2 separate regions of the Hordeum vulgare genome follow, and region 1 is linked to region 2. The links are chromatin contacts, called in public Hi-C maps. All regions are on one chromosome and are shown on one strand. Each heading gives the region's core, a stretch centred on a gene start, on an enhancer-like site or on the middle of the called end of the contact. The rest is flanking DNA. Distances are from core to core; before and after follow the strand shown.

Evidence for each region. A called contact is a pair of places that touch in the nucleus more often than the background predicts.
Region 1: a contact with region 2 is called in a Hi-C map of leaf, with 4 times the contacts expected there. The contact joins two enhancer-like sites. A contact is called at or near these places in 6 of 6 Hi-C or Micro-C datasets (leaf, seedling and an unstated tissue).

What each region holds. Positions count from the first base shown.
Region 1 is chr1H:241,497,406-241,503,315 of MorexV3_pseudomolecules_assembly, reverse strand. No RefSeq gene overlaps it. Among protein-coding and RNA genes, the nearest start is that of LOC123429715, 74 kb to the right of the region's middle. Within about 2 kb of position 3,550, at least 2 of the 3 cell types and tissues checked have open chromatin away from gene starts, as enhancers often do. A contact at or near this core is called in leaf, where this site is marked.
Region 2 is chr1H:241,200,069-241,206,027 of MorexV3_pseudomolecules_assembly, reverse strand. No RefSeq gene overlaps it. Among protein-coding and RNA genes, the nearest start is that of LOC123429715, 220 kb to the left of the region's middle. Within about 2 kb of position 4,102, at least 2 of the 3 cell types and tissues checked have open chromatin away from gene starts, as enhancers often do. A contact at or near this core is called in leaf, where this site is marked.

The DNA of each region.
Region 1 (5,910 bases), core at 2,301-4,800, 300 kb before region 2:
CGTCCAGCGTCGCAACACTTCTCGCACCCTCACACTACAACAGTCGGACAACCCGTCGCTACATTGTCATATGTAGCAGCCACTCTGCGAGTGCAGTGTTTCGGTTCCCACGCTCATTTGCACCTGGTGCGATAGAAAATAAAAAAAGACTAAAAATATTTAAAAAATTTCATAAAATTTTGCGTGGTAGATAATTTGATGTGTGAGGTTTGTTCAAATTTTTGTATCATTTGAACATCTGAGTAACTCTCAGAAAAAAGACAAATCTAATAAAAATAGTGTATGAACAATGTATTCTTTTAGAGAATCTGAAATTGCTTTTTTTGCCGAGAGTTGGTCATGTCCACATGATTCAAAAGTTGGAGTGGACATCACGTATTAAATTATCTATCACCTAAAAGAATTGGATTTTTAACTCTTTCTATTTGTTTTATTTCTTTGTTCAACGCGGATGCAAATGAGTTTGGGTTCACAAATGTATTTTTGCCACTCCGCTATTGTCTTTGAAGTAGTCCGTGTCGCTGCATGAGCATGGATGACTTTTTTTTTATTCTTTGGCAATGGGTGACTAACTACTTGCTATGTAACTCATACGAGATGACTTTACTGCATAGCTGCACAAAAAACACTTTGTTGTGTCATGTGTGCATAACTGTATGAAAGTAGTACCTACGACGCACACACTTGAAAACACTCGAATAGAACAGGCTTGACGGGTGGATCAAACGGCTTAATATGGTCTGGCACAATGATCAACTGGCTGTCGACGAGGTTGATCTTACACGCAGATCAATGAGATGATTCCTAGAATGAGCTCGCACAATTAGGTTGTCCGGGCTTCGATTCCTAGCCAACACACAATTAGGCTACCCTTATTACAATTTTTTCACCCTCGTAATCGCGGTTCACTGATTGGGCCGGCCCTGTCGACGCACCCTATGCGATGGGGCATGTATTTGCCGTGGAACGCGACAAATGGGAGCTCGTGTGGTCTAGTGCCCTAGCGGGTATCCCATGGTGCCCCATTCACACGAGAGGTCCTGTCTGCCACGCTTTCTTGCAAAATCACGGCCGAACGCACACGGCACCATCCTACTAGGCCGACCCAAGTTAGTGCTTGAAAATCGTAAAAAGAAAAGCAAAGTAGATAAACAAGTCAAACATACGACCTGTGTGTACCTAGCGCTCGCCACCTTGAGGTGCTACTCCAAGTGGAAGATTTCCAGCTCGAAAATTAAAGAACATAACAACAACTGTAAAATGTAAATCAAATTTCAAATGCAAAATCATTTCTAAAATTCTATAATTTCAAGAGATTTTTAACATTTTTCAAAAGAAGTGAACAAAATTTAAAATTCTAAAGTTTTAAAATTTTAAAATTGAATAGGAGAAAATTTTTGCAAATTACAATACTTTTTAAAAATGCAGACAATTTTGGAACCATGAACAAAATATAAAATAATGAACATTTTTTCAATTCTGAATAAATTTTGAAACTGTGATTTTTTTGAATTGTGAATGAATTTTGAAACATGAACAAATTTCAAATTCATGAACAACATGAAAAAAGTGTGAACATTTTTCGAATTGTGAACAAATTTTCAAGCTGTGTATATTTTTTGAAAATCCAGAATATTTTTTGAAACCACAATTATATTTGAATTATCAAAAAAATTGGTAACATGAACAACTTTCAAATTCGTACACAAAATTATAAAAATATGTGAATTTTTCGAATCAGTGATTTTTTTATGAAACCGCGAACATTTTCAAATTTCAAACAAAATTTGAAACATGAGCAAATTTTGAATTGTGAACAAATTTTGAATTTGAAACATGAATAAATTTCAGATTCGTGAAAAAAATATATTAAATCATGAACATTTTTTATTAAAATGTGAACATCTTTTGAATTGTGAACAAATTTTGAAACATGAACAAATTTGAAATTCGTGAATAAAATTATAAAATTGTGATCAGTTTTAAAATTGTGAACAAATTTTGAAACCGTAGATTTGTGAACAAATTTTGAAACCATGAACAGTTTTTGAATTGTGCAAAAATTTTAAAACTGTTAACGTTTTTTGAATTGTGCCCAGATTTTAAATTAACTAAAAAACCAATATCAAAACAAAACAAAAGAAAAAGGGAAAAGGAAAAAAAGAAAAGAAATGGAAATAAAAATTAGAAGAAATAAAAAATTCAATTCAAAAAACCTTCTAGAAGTTTGCTGAAGCTAGAAAATCGGCTGAAACCTTTAGAAGGTTTCGAAAACTGAAGGCGTTGAAACGTTAAACAGGCCGGCCCATCCCAAACGATCGCTCGCCTATCTTGTGCGAAGCCCCGACATTAGGACGCAACGGGACCTCCTATTTGTCATTAACTGCGGTAAAGAGGTGGAGCTTCGCATACGAGGCGAGTAACCTGGGCCGACCCGTTCATTCAGTTTGACGGAATGAATAATCGCAAAAAACTGACTACGCAATACCTCGGAATCAAACCCTCGACATGCAATAGATGCGTGTGATGCACTAGCCACTACACTAGGCAACCTACTTTGCAACAATGGTAGCGCTAGTGTTAAATAACAATCGGCAACGACTAAAAATAAAAGAGTGAAAAAGTGAACATTTTTCAAAATTAAACTATTTTTACAAAACTTGAGTGTTTTTTTAATTTAAAATCTATTTTCAAAAATATGGAATATTTTCTAAACTTGTGAACAAAATATAAAAATTGTAGCATTTTCAGAATATGTGAACAAATTTGGAAAACATGATCATATATGGAAATTCCAAAATATTTTAGAATTTGTGAAAAACAACATGTGAATATTTTGTGAATTTGTGAACAAAACTGGAAGTATTAACATTTTTTAAATATGTGAAATTTTTTCTATATTCAAAATATTTTTTTGATTGTTGAATAAATTTTGTAAGTCAGGAAAAAATTGCAATTCCATAATATTTTTATAGTTTCAAACAAAATTACAAAACAGGAGGATTTTTTCAAATTCCGGAACATTTCTCCAAATTCCGAATCATTTTTTAAAATTCTGAAACATTTTTTCGAATTCCGGAACATTTTTCCAAAATCCAGAATAGTTTTTCAATTTTTGGATCTTCTTTTAAATCCGGAAAAGTTTTTCAATTTACGAAGCATTTTTCAAACTCCCAAGCATTTTATCAAATTCCGAAACATTTTTTAAAATTCTGGAACATTTTTTCGTATTCCGAACAATTTTTCGAATTCCGAAATAGTTTTCCAAATTCCGGAATATTTTTCAAATTCCAGAATATTTTTCAAATTCCGGAACATTTTTTGAAAATCTAGAATATTTTTAAAATAGAAACCAAAAAAATAAACAAAAGATAATAAAGAAAAAAGAAAAAAAACAGTTGAGTAAATCTTCTAGAAAGTTTTGAAAACCGGAAAAAACTAACTGAAAACCTCTAGTAGTTTTCAAAACCGGGATCAGTGAAGGTGTTAATGGGCTGGCATAAACCCGTCTTTCGGTCGCACCTCTTCTGTGAAAGGTCGACCTGTCGTAGAATGCGGCAGATAGGATTTTCCGGACGCAACGAGCATCCAATAAGCTTTTCCTATTCGCACGGTGGGCAGGCCCAGTTTGTTTACGGAATTTTCACGTGCTCTTTCCTGGTTTTGAGAAGGTTTTAGAACCTTTCCCGAACCAGCATTTCTTTTCATTTTCTTGTTGTTTTGTTTTACTTTTTTTCTATTTTTTTTTCGTTTCTTCCTTACTTTTCACTTTTGTTGCGAATTTTATTCTAAATTAAAATTTGCTAACATTGTTTGTTACATTCAGCAAATGTCAAAAATCTAAAAGAATGTTTATCGAATCCAAATTTTATTCATCAAATTTAAAATTGTTTATTAAATTCAAAAAAAAATCATAAAATTCAAAATATATTCTTTGAAATAAAAAAAACGTTTGTCAAATTTGAATATTTTTTTATCGTTTTTTTTTCAGAAAATGTTCATCAAATTCAAAATTTGTTCATTGATTCTTCAAGAAATGTTCATTTAATTAAAATTTAATCATTACTTCTTCAAAAAAAAGTTCATCCATTTTTCAAAAACCAATATTCTTGAATACAATTCTTGTTCGTCAAGTTCAAAAAATGTTCATGAGATTTTGAATTAGCAAACATTTCTTTGACATTTATGAACATTTGTTAAATAGTTCATATTTTTTTGAATACGCGAACAATTTTCTCAAAATCGTGAATATTTTTTAACCTACGATGTTATGATTTGTGCAACAATTTCCCCAAATTCACTTTTACCTTAAATTTTTGAACTTTTGATATTACGAATTGTTATAAAGAAGAAAAAATAAAAAAAATGGGGCGCCTAACCCCACTTATGGGCCGACCTATGAGGGGCGCGCGGGAGGGATGTGGGTGTGCGCTCGCATGTTCGCGAGCACCCCATAGGCGAAATAGGAGCTCCTAGTCTCGCCGGAGAGCTCATGAACCGGGGGACAATATCGTCATAGAGCTTGAGTTTCTAAAGGTAGAAACTGCGACCGAGCTCGGAAGGAGCGAAGGCCAGGCTTGCATAGCTCTATAGTGTCGACGATGTGGACTGCGATATCACGCACAACAAGACCGCATGTCGGTTGGCAACGAAGTTGTGCACCACCTCTAGAGGAACGACGTGTGAATGGGATGACAACGAGGAATCTAATGATGAGGAACCTGCGGTGACCGGGTAAGAGAGGATAAGAGAAGAGGATTTGAAGGTATATTAGTTGTAGACGAGCTATTACCCAGTGCTGGTGGTTCCTTGCCAATGGAATGAACGACGCAATCCGCGTTGACCCAAGAGTGCGAGATGCAACCGCGGTTGGATATCTTGGGATGCCACCACCACATCCTATGTTCTGCATTTTGATGAGGTCGTCATGCTCGTGTAAACTATGCCCACCAACGGCATGCCTCTCTCAAGGTAGAGGCTGCATCCACTACACAACTTCGACCCGCGGCATGTCGGCAAGAAAATGGTGGCACACAAGCTACACCTAATAATATCTCCAATATCATGTAGGGATGCAAGCGTACCTGGATCATTTTTTGGTCTTTTGCATACTTGTCCCGGTTAGGCATCATGGAGCATATGTAGACAAAAAGCCATCATATGCATGCTGATTAGTTGCGTGCATTCCCTCTCCTTGCATCGTCGCAATAGCACTACGCACATTGTTTGGTTGCATACACGAGATATGATCACCTGTTAACAACTACACATATCACACGATGTTAAAGTGGAGTGCCTTGGCGACAGCTATGGACGATGGTCGCTACGTCGTGTCCAACACGATGAGCACGGAGTTGTGGGTGAGCGATCCCATCATAGCGAGTGGACTAGTTGCTAGCATCGTTGCCATGGAGAAAATATGTGTGAAGTAACGAATAGGAGGGCGTTGAGGCACGGGATGATGGAGAAAAAAAATGTCTTGTGCACGCCATGAAGGCGTCAGTGTAGTAGGACATGAATGAGGAGGCCGAAAAGAATGGTGATGACAACAACACCAGTGTAGTAGGAATCTAGCTAGGAGGACAAGAGGAACAATGCCTATGATGGCTTTAGTGTACCAGGACATGGGAGAGAAGATCGATAGGGACAACATAGGAGAGGCGGTTGAGAGGAACAATACACTCGTGACGCTAATGCAACAACACGTGGAAGAGAACGACGATGGCGACATCGCCAGTTGAAAGGATCGATATGGTTGACTAGAGGGGGTGAATAGGCAACTAACAAATTTAATATTTTCTTTTAATAAATTAAGTTTAGCAACAAATAGGTTGTCTAGATGTGCAACTAAGTGAGTAACCTATATGCTGCTAACCACAACAATAGTAAGCAAGAAGTAAATACAAGTAA
Region 2 (5,959 bases), core at 2,853-5,352:
GGGAAGCGAGAGCGTAGTGAGGTGATGATTTGCGATGTCGCCCAACACGGACTTTGCAAGGGAGACCCTGCCCGGTCGCGCCAGGTTCTTCCCCTTCCAGCCCAGCAACCTGCCCATTGCCTTGTCCAGAAGAGGTTGGAGGTCAACCCTTCTGAGCCACCTGGTATGTAGTGGGAGACCCAGGTATCGGTCGGGGAACGAGGCCATCTTGGTCGGGAAGGCCGAGAGGATGGCCGGGAGAGCAATGTCCTCGCAGCGAATGGGAAACACCTCGGTCTTGCTGACATTTGTGATGAGGCCCAATGCATCCCCAAAACAGGCAAGGATCGAGCGATGGCTTCGATCTCTTCTTTGATCGGGTTAGCGAAGATGCCAGCATCGTCCGCATAGAGAGAAACCCTGCAGGAGGCCGACCGCGCCATGATGGGCTTGAGGATCCCGGCATGGGAAGCTGCCAGGAGCATAAGTTGCAGAGGATTGATGGCCAGAATGAAGAGCATAGGCGACAACGGGTCACCCCTGACGATGGCCTTTTCCATGTACGAATGGGGTTCCCTGCTCCCCATTTAACATCACCCTGGAGGAAGATGAAGCGAGGGTCGTGCAGATCCAGTCCCGCCAGCGCTGTCCAAATCCCAACTGTTGTAGCATCTCGAGGAGGTAAGCCCAACCCACAGAGTCGAAAGCCTTGGAGATGTCGAGCTTGAGGAAAAGGCCTGGCGTTGAAGAGCGGTGCAATTCTTTGATCAAGTTTTGCACGTGTAGGAAATTGTCGTGGATGCACCGTCTCTGCACAAAGGCACTCTGGCACTTGGAAACCAGTGACGGAAGCAGAGGGGCTAGCCGGTTAGCCAACATCTTGGAGAAGATCTTGGAGATGATGTGTATCAAACTGATTGGGCGGTAGTCGCCAATCGAGGATGCATCGGTGTTTTTCGGGAGCACAATCATGTTGGCTGAATTGATCAGGCCAGTGCAGTCGCCTCTCAGGTTCGCGAGCTGCATCATCATAGCCAGGACATCCCCTTTGATGATCTCCCAGCAGGATTTGAAGAAAGTGTCGATAAAACCATCGGGGCCCGGGGCCTTGACCAAAGGTAATGAGAATACCGCCTCCTTAATCTCCGCCTCGTTGAATGGAGCGTCCAGAGCTGATAGGTCATGGCGCTGCATCCCAATGTTCTCCCAGATAATGGACTTGGTGCGCAGGGTAGGCGTGCCGATGTTAGCCTAGAAGTGGTTCATAACGGCCCGCTCCTTGTCATCTCTGGTAATTGCCAGCCCCGAGGTGGTTGTGATCGTCTTGATGAAGTTCTTACGCCTTCGCCCGTTCGCACAAGCATGGAAAATCTTTGTCGTGGCATCCCCCAGGTGGATCCAGTTGAGCCGAGAATGTTGTCTCAGCTTGATTTTCTGAATGGCAAGAAGCCCGAGGTACGAGGCCTTCAGTTGTTTACGCAAATCCCTCTCAGAGTCCGAGAGCGGTCTTCCCTCCTCAGCAACATCCAGGTGCCAGATGATCTCCTTGGCAACCGTGATCTGGGAGCCAAGCACCCCGACTTTTTCCTTTAGCCACTTGCGCAAGGCCTTCGCGGTCCGACAGAGCTTGATATGAATCTTGCGGATGGCATCACGGGCCTGAACAGGTTTGTTCCATGCTAAGGCAACGGTGTCCTTGAAGCCCGGGAGACGAAGCCAGAATTCTTCGAATTTAAAGGAAGGCTTTCTCGAGTTGCCGACGCACCCCTGAAGGTATAACGGAGCATGATCCGAGCAAGCTGTAGTGATAGCCTGAAGGTGCGCGTTGGGGAAGAGCATGTCCCAATCGTCGGAGTGGAACATGTGGTCAATCTTGGTAAGGACCGAGGTTCGCCTGCGTGCCATAGATGTCTGGTTCTTGTAAAACTCTAAGGACAACTCCAACGGGCAACCCCGTTCTGTCCGCCCGCGTTCGCTTGAGGATAAACGGACTGAACAGGCCGTCGAACGCACGGGAGCAAACAGACCAATATTCGTTTGTGGTCCGTTTTAAATCCATTCCCGATCCAACTTTGGACTGCGTTTGCGGTCGAACGGACATGCGCGAACGACATGTGGCGCGTGCCCATATCCTTCCTGGCCCGCCCATTGGAGACACGTGCGGCTCTTTTTCTACCCCCCCCCCCTCCAGTCGCACCCCCGCCCCAATCCCCTCTCGCCCTAGCCATCGCTATTGTCATTTTTCTCGGTCGTGTGTTGTCCAACACGACTGGTGAGCCCCTGCCCCACCCTAGTCGCAGCTCCTCCACCGACGCCCCGAGATGTCCAACTCCAGCCGCCAGATTTCAGCGGATTCTGCGGTCGGATTAGGAGTGGATCCGGCCGGATTTTAGCTCCTTGCGGCCGTCGGAGGCCTTGCCGTGCCATGGACTAGTCGGGTACTGGCCCGCACAGCTCTCGCAACGCCTTCAGGCTACATGCGGGTACTGAATCCGCCTCTAGCTGCTTGGATCTACTCCGTTGCCGGTTCGCCAACAAATACACCAAGTGTCGTCGTCCGGGCTCGATGCTGGCCCAAATGCTCGTCGGCGCACCAATGTCGTTCATAAAGTGCGATGACTGTCCATTGAAGGTCTTGCACCGCGTGTCTACAACGCCGGAACATCCCGAATGGGTGTTTATCAAGTGTAATAATGATGATGTATGTGCTAGTTTACCTTCTGTTGTGCTTCTCGATTTGGCTCATTTTGCTTACACTCAAATATTTATTGTGTAGGCTAGATGCAAATTTTAATTTGAAAATAAGAATACATCGATCTATTAATAACACACAATTTATTAGATGTTCGTGCACTTTTTGCTAGAATAGAGGCTAAAGATCAGACTAAATGTGATGAAACAACATCTAATTTTTTAGACTCAAAGAAAAAAACATTTAAGATCAACAATAAATGAACCGAGAAGGCACTAATCCAACTTATAGCAGTAGTTATGAAAGTTGGATATGTTTTAAAATGTTTTTTTAGTTCTTGTTTTCTTTAATTCTAGTCAAAATTTGATATGTATTCCAATGTATATAAAAATCAACAACGAAAATATAAAGATTTGATATAAAAATTGTGTGCGAATCAAATGCGACTTAAATGCATCCGCACGTTAGACGCACGATCGCCATATTTATAAATCCAGACGAACACGGATTTATTACCATCTTCAAACAAACGAAACAAACCATATGTATAAAAAATCAACGATAACAATAAAAAGATCTGTTACAAAGAATGTGTATGAATGTAAATACATCCGTGCGTGGTCGTCATATTCATAAATATATTCATAAATCCAGGCAAATGCAATTTCATCATCATCCTTAAACGGACGAAACGAATCATTTAAGATCGTGAGTTGGAGTTGGGCTGACCGGCCATGGGTAGCCGCCTACGTACCCGCGTGCAGTGTTGTCGCCATGCCATCAAACGCCCCCGGTCCATACTAATAGTGGTTGGCCATGATTTGAGAAGGAAAGCGAGGCAGGGTCCCAGAAAAGAAGAAGCTTCAAAAAGATAATCTGTCTAGCCCTTGCCAAAAGCGACACGCACGATTCCGGACTCCATGTTCTCCGTCTCATGCCGTGTCCCGCCAATATATCCACCTCTTTTTGTATCTTTGCGCCGGACTTAATCATCATTTGTTCGGCCAGGTGTTTTTGTGTAGCCAGCTGGACATTCGATTGTATTCGTGGGAGGGCAGGGGATGCACATGTTGCAAGCTGTGCGCTGCTATTTAGGGGCGAGGGGGAGCATTTGCCAGTCGTTCATGCATATGTACAGTACTACTCAAGCCCATCACACATACATCCACACCACGCCCGCTGCATGCAACAACCAGATCTCTCGGGTCCTAACCAAAATGACGTGCCAACTATCATATGCTAATCACGATTTACCCGGCATCTTTGGCGACGCTCTGTGACGAGCAACGGAGAAGTTGTGCACCGACAGACAAGGAAAGAATGATCGAATCCGGCGGGACAGAGACCGGCGCGGCACCCGCACACCCAACCCAACGCAACGCCGCAAGAAATCTTTACGGAGAAAGAGTCGGCTGTTTGGGCACGGAGAGGATGGCGTCTCGCTGTTACGGCGTGGTTGGGGCGTCGGCCGTCGCGGCGCTGTGTCTGCCTGGTGCCTGCAGGAGCCGCGCGCCCGGCGGACGGCGACCGCGTAGCAGCCAGCTACCGCGCCGCGCGTACCGATTCCCGTCGTGTCTCGTCCGTTGCAGGGTCCTTGTCTCGTGGCGCTTGCTGGCGTCCAATGTCACCTGGACTGCCCGGGAATACAGTTGCAGTCATCCATCGGCAATGCGAGCCAGGGGTGAACATGATCCTGCAAACAAGACCGGATTGGTCAACTTCCGAGTACGAAACTACGGAGTCAATTACAAGAAACTATCACATTTGTGATTAGATTTGTAAAAACACCACAATCTCCGTTAAGTCGTTAAAAAAAGCACTGGTCGGTGAGTTGACCCGTTTAATCACTTTCTTATAAGTGAGACAATATTGTAAGCAATTGACTTAGGGCCCGTTTGGAATACCAATAAATTATGATGATCTGGATTATGAAGATATATTATATAATTTGATTTATAAAAATAATCTAGGTGAACACGTTTGGAGGTCAGGTTATATAAACTGTAATTCAGATTTTACATTGCATAATGACCTGTATGTCCTCTATTTTTTAAAATAGGAGGGTGGTGGTGGTAGAAATGTAATTATCTCCAACTTTACAAGGGTAATGGGTCATTGACAATTCATAATCTGATTTTCGTTGAGTAGAGTAGATTGTGAGTTCTTATTAATTTGTCCATCTAGTTTTTATAATTTATAACATAATCTATCTTGTTTGGATACATAATAGATTATAAAAATTGGATAATATAATCTGAGTGGTTACGAAGAGGGCCTTAGCAAAAAAAATGCACACACCCCTAGATTTTAAAAACAAAAGCAATCAACACTCTCCCCGTGGAACACCCGTCCCTCACAACTCCATGTCGTCGCCGTGCTGCTGCCATCCGTCCAGCACGATGGCGCCCGGGCCGGGATGCCGCACCGTGGCCCTGTCGCCTGTCCGGCATGGTGTCGCCCTCGTCGGCGACGGAAAGGGCTACGGCCGCGGGGAAGGACGAGGAGGCGGTCGGCGCCCACGCACGCGTCCTCGATGGACTTCACCGTCGGCATGTGCGGGAGAAGGGAGGCGCTCGCTCGTCGTCTTCTATCTCACTGGCCGCAAGGCCGAGGGCGTCGTGGCAGCGCTCAAGGCTGCCACAAGAGGCGCTCTACGGGTGCTAAATGGAGGCGGTTGCGGCCCTGCTTCGGGCGTTCTTCACCGTGCACTCTTTCAAAGGCTCACACGGCGATGACCACATCTTCCTCGCAAGCAACGACGACGACAACGGTGCCAATGCGTCGCTGCGCCAACTGAGTTGCGTTGGTAGTAGGGATTGTCCACGGTGTGCATGTGAGGGCACGGTGGGGGGGTTGATTGCTTTTGGTTTTTTGGATCCAAGGGTGTGTGTGTGTGTTATTTTTTTGCTAAGTCAACTCTTTACAATCTGGCCCCACTTGTAATAAAGTGATTAAACGGACCAAATCATCCGATCAATGCCTTTTGCAACAACTTAACTCAGATTGCGATGTTTTTTGCAACGGATTAATGAGTTGCTTGTTTTCAGCAAACCTATCCACAAATGTGATAGTTTCACGCAATTGACTAGAAAGCACACGGATGTGAAGGCACGCATATGTTAAGCCGCATCGAACTGCTCAATTGCCTCGCGATTCATGAAGTACTTGTATCCCCACACAGACACGATAAGGCCTAAGTTTTAATTGTTGAAACTCATCATTTTGTACTAAATTTTAAGAATCCAAACTTAACATCTATTTTTCAGAAGCTCATCTAAATCTATTCAA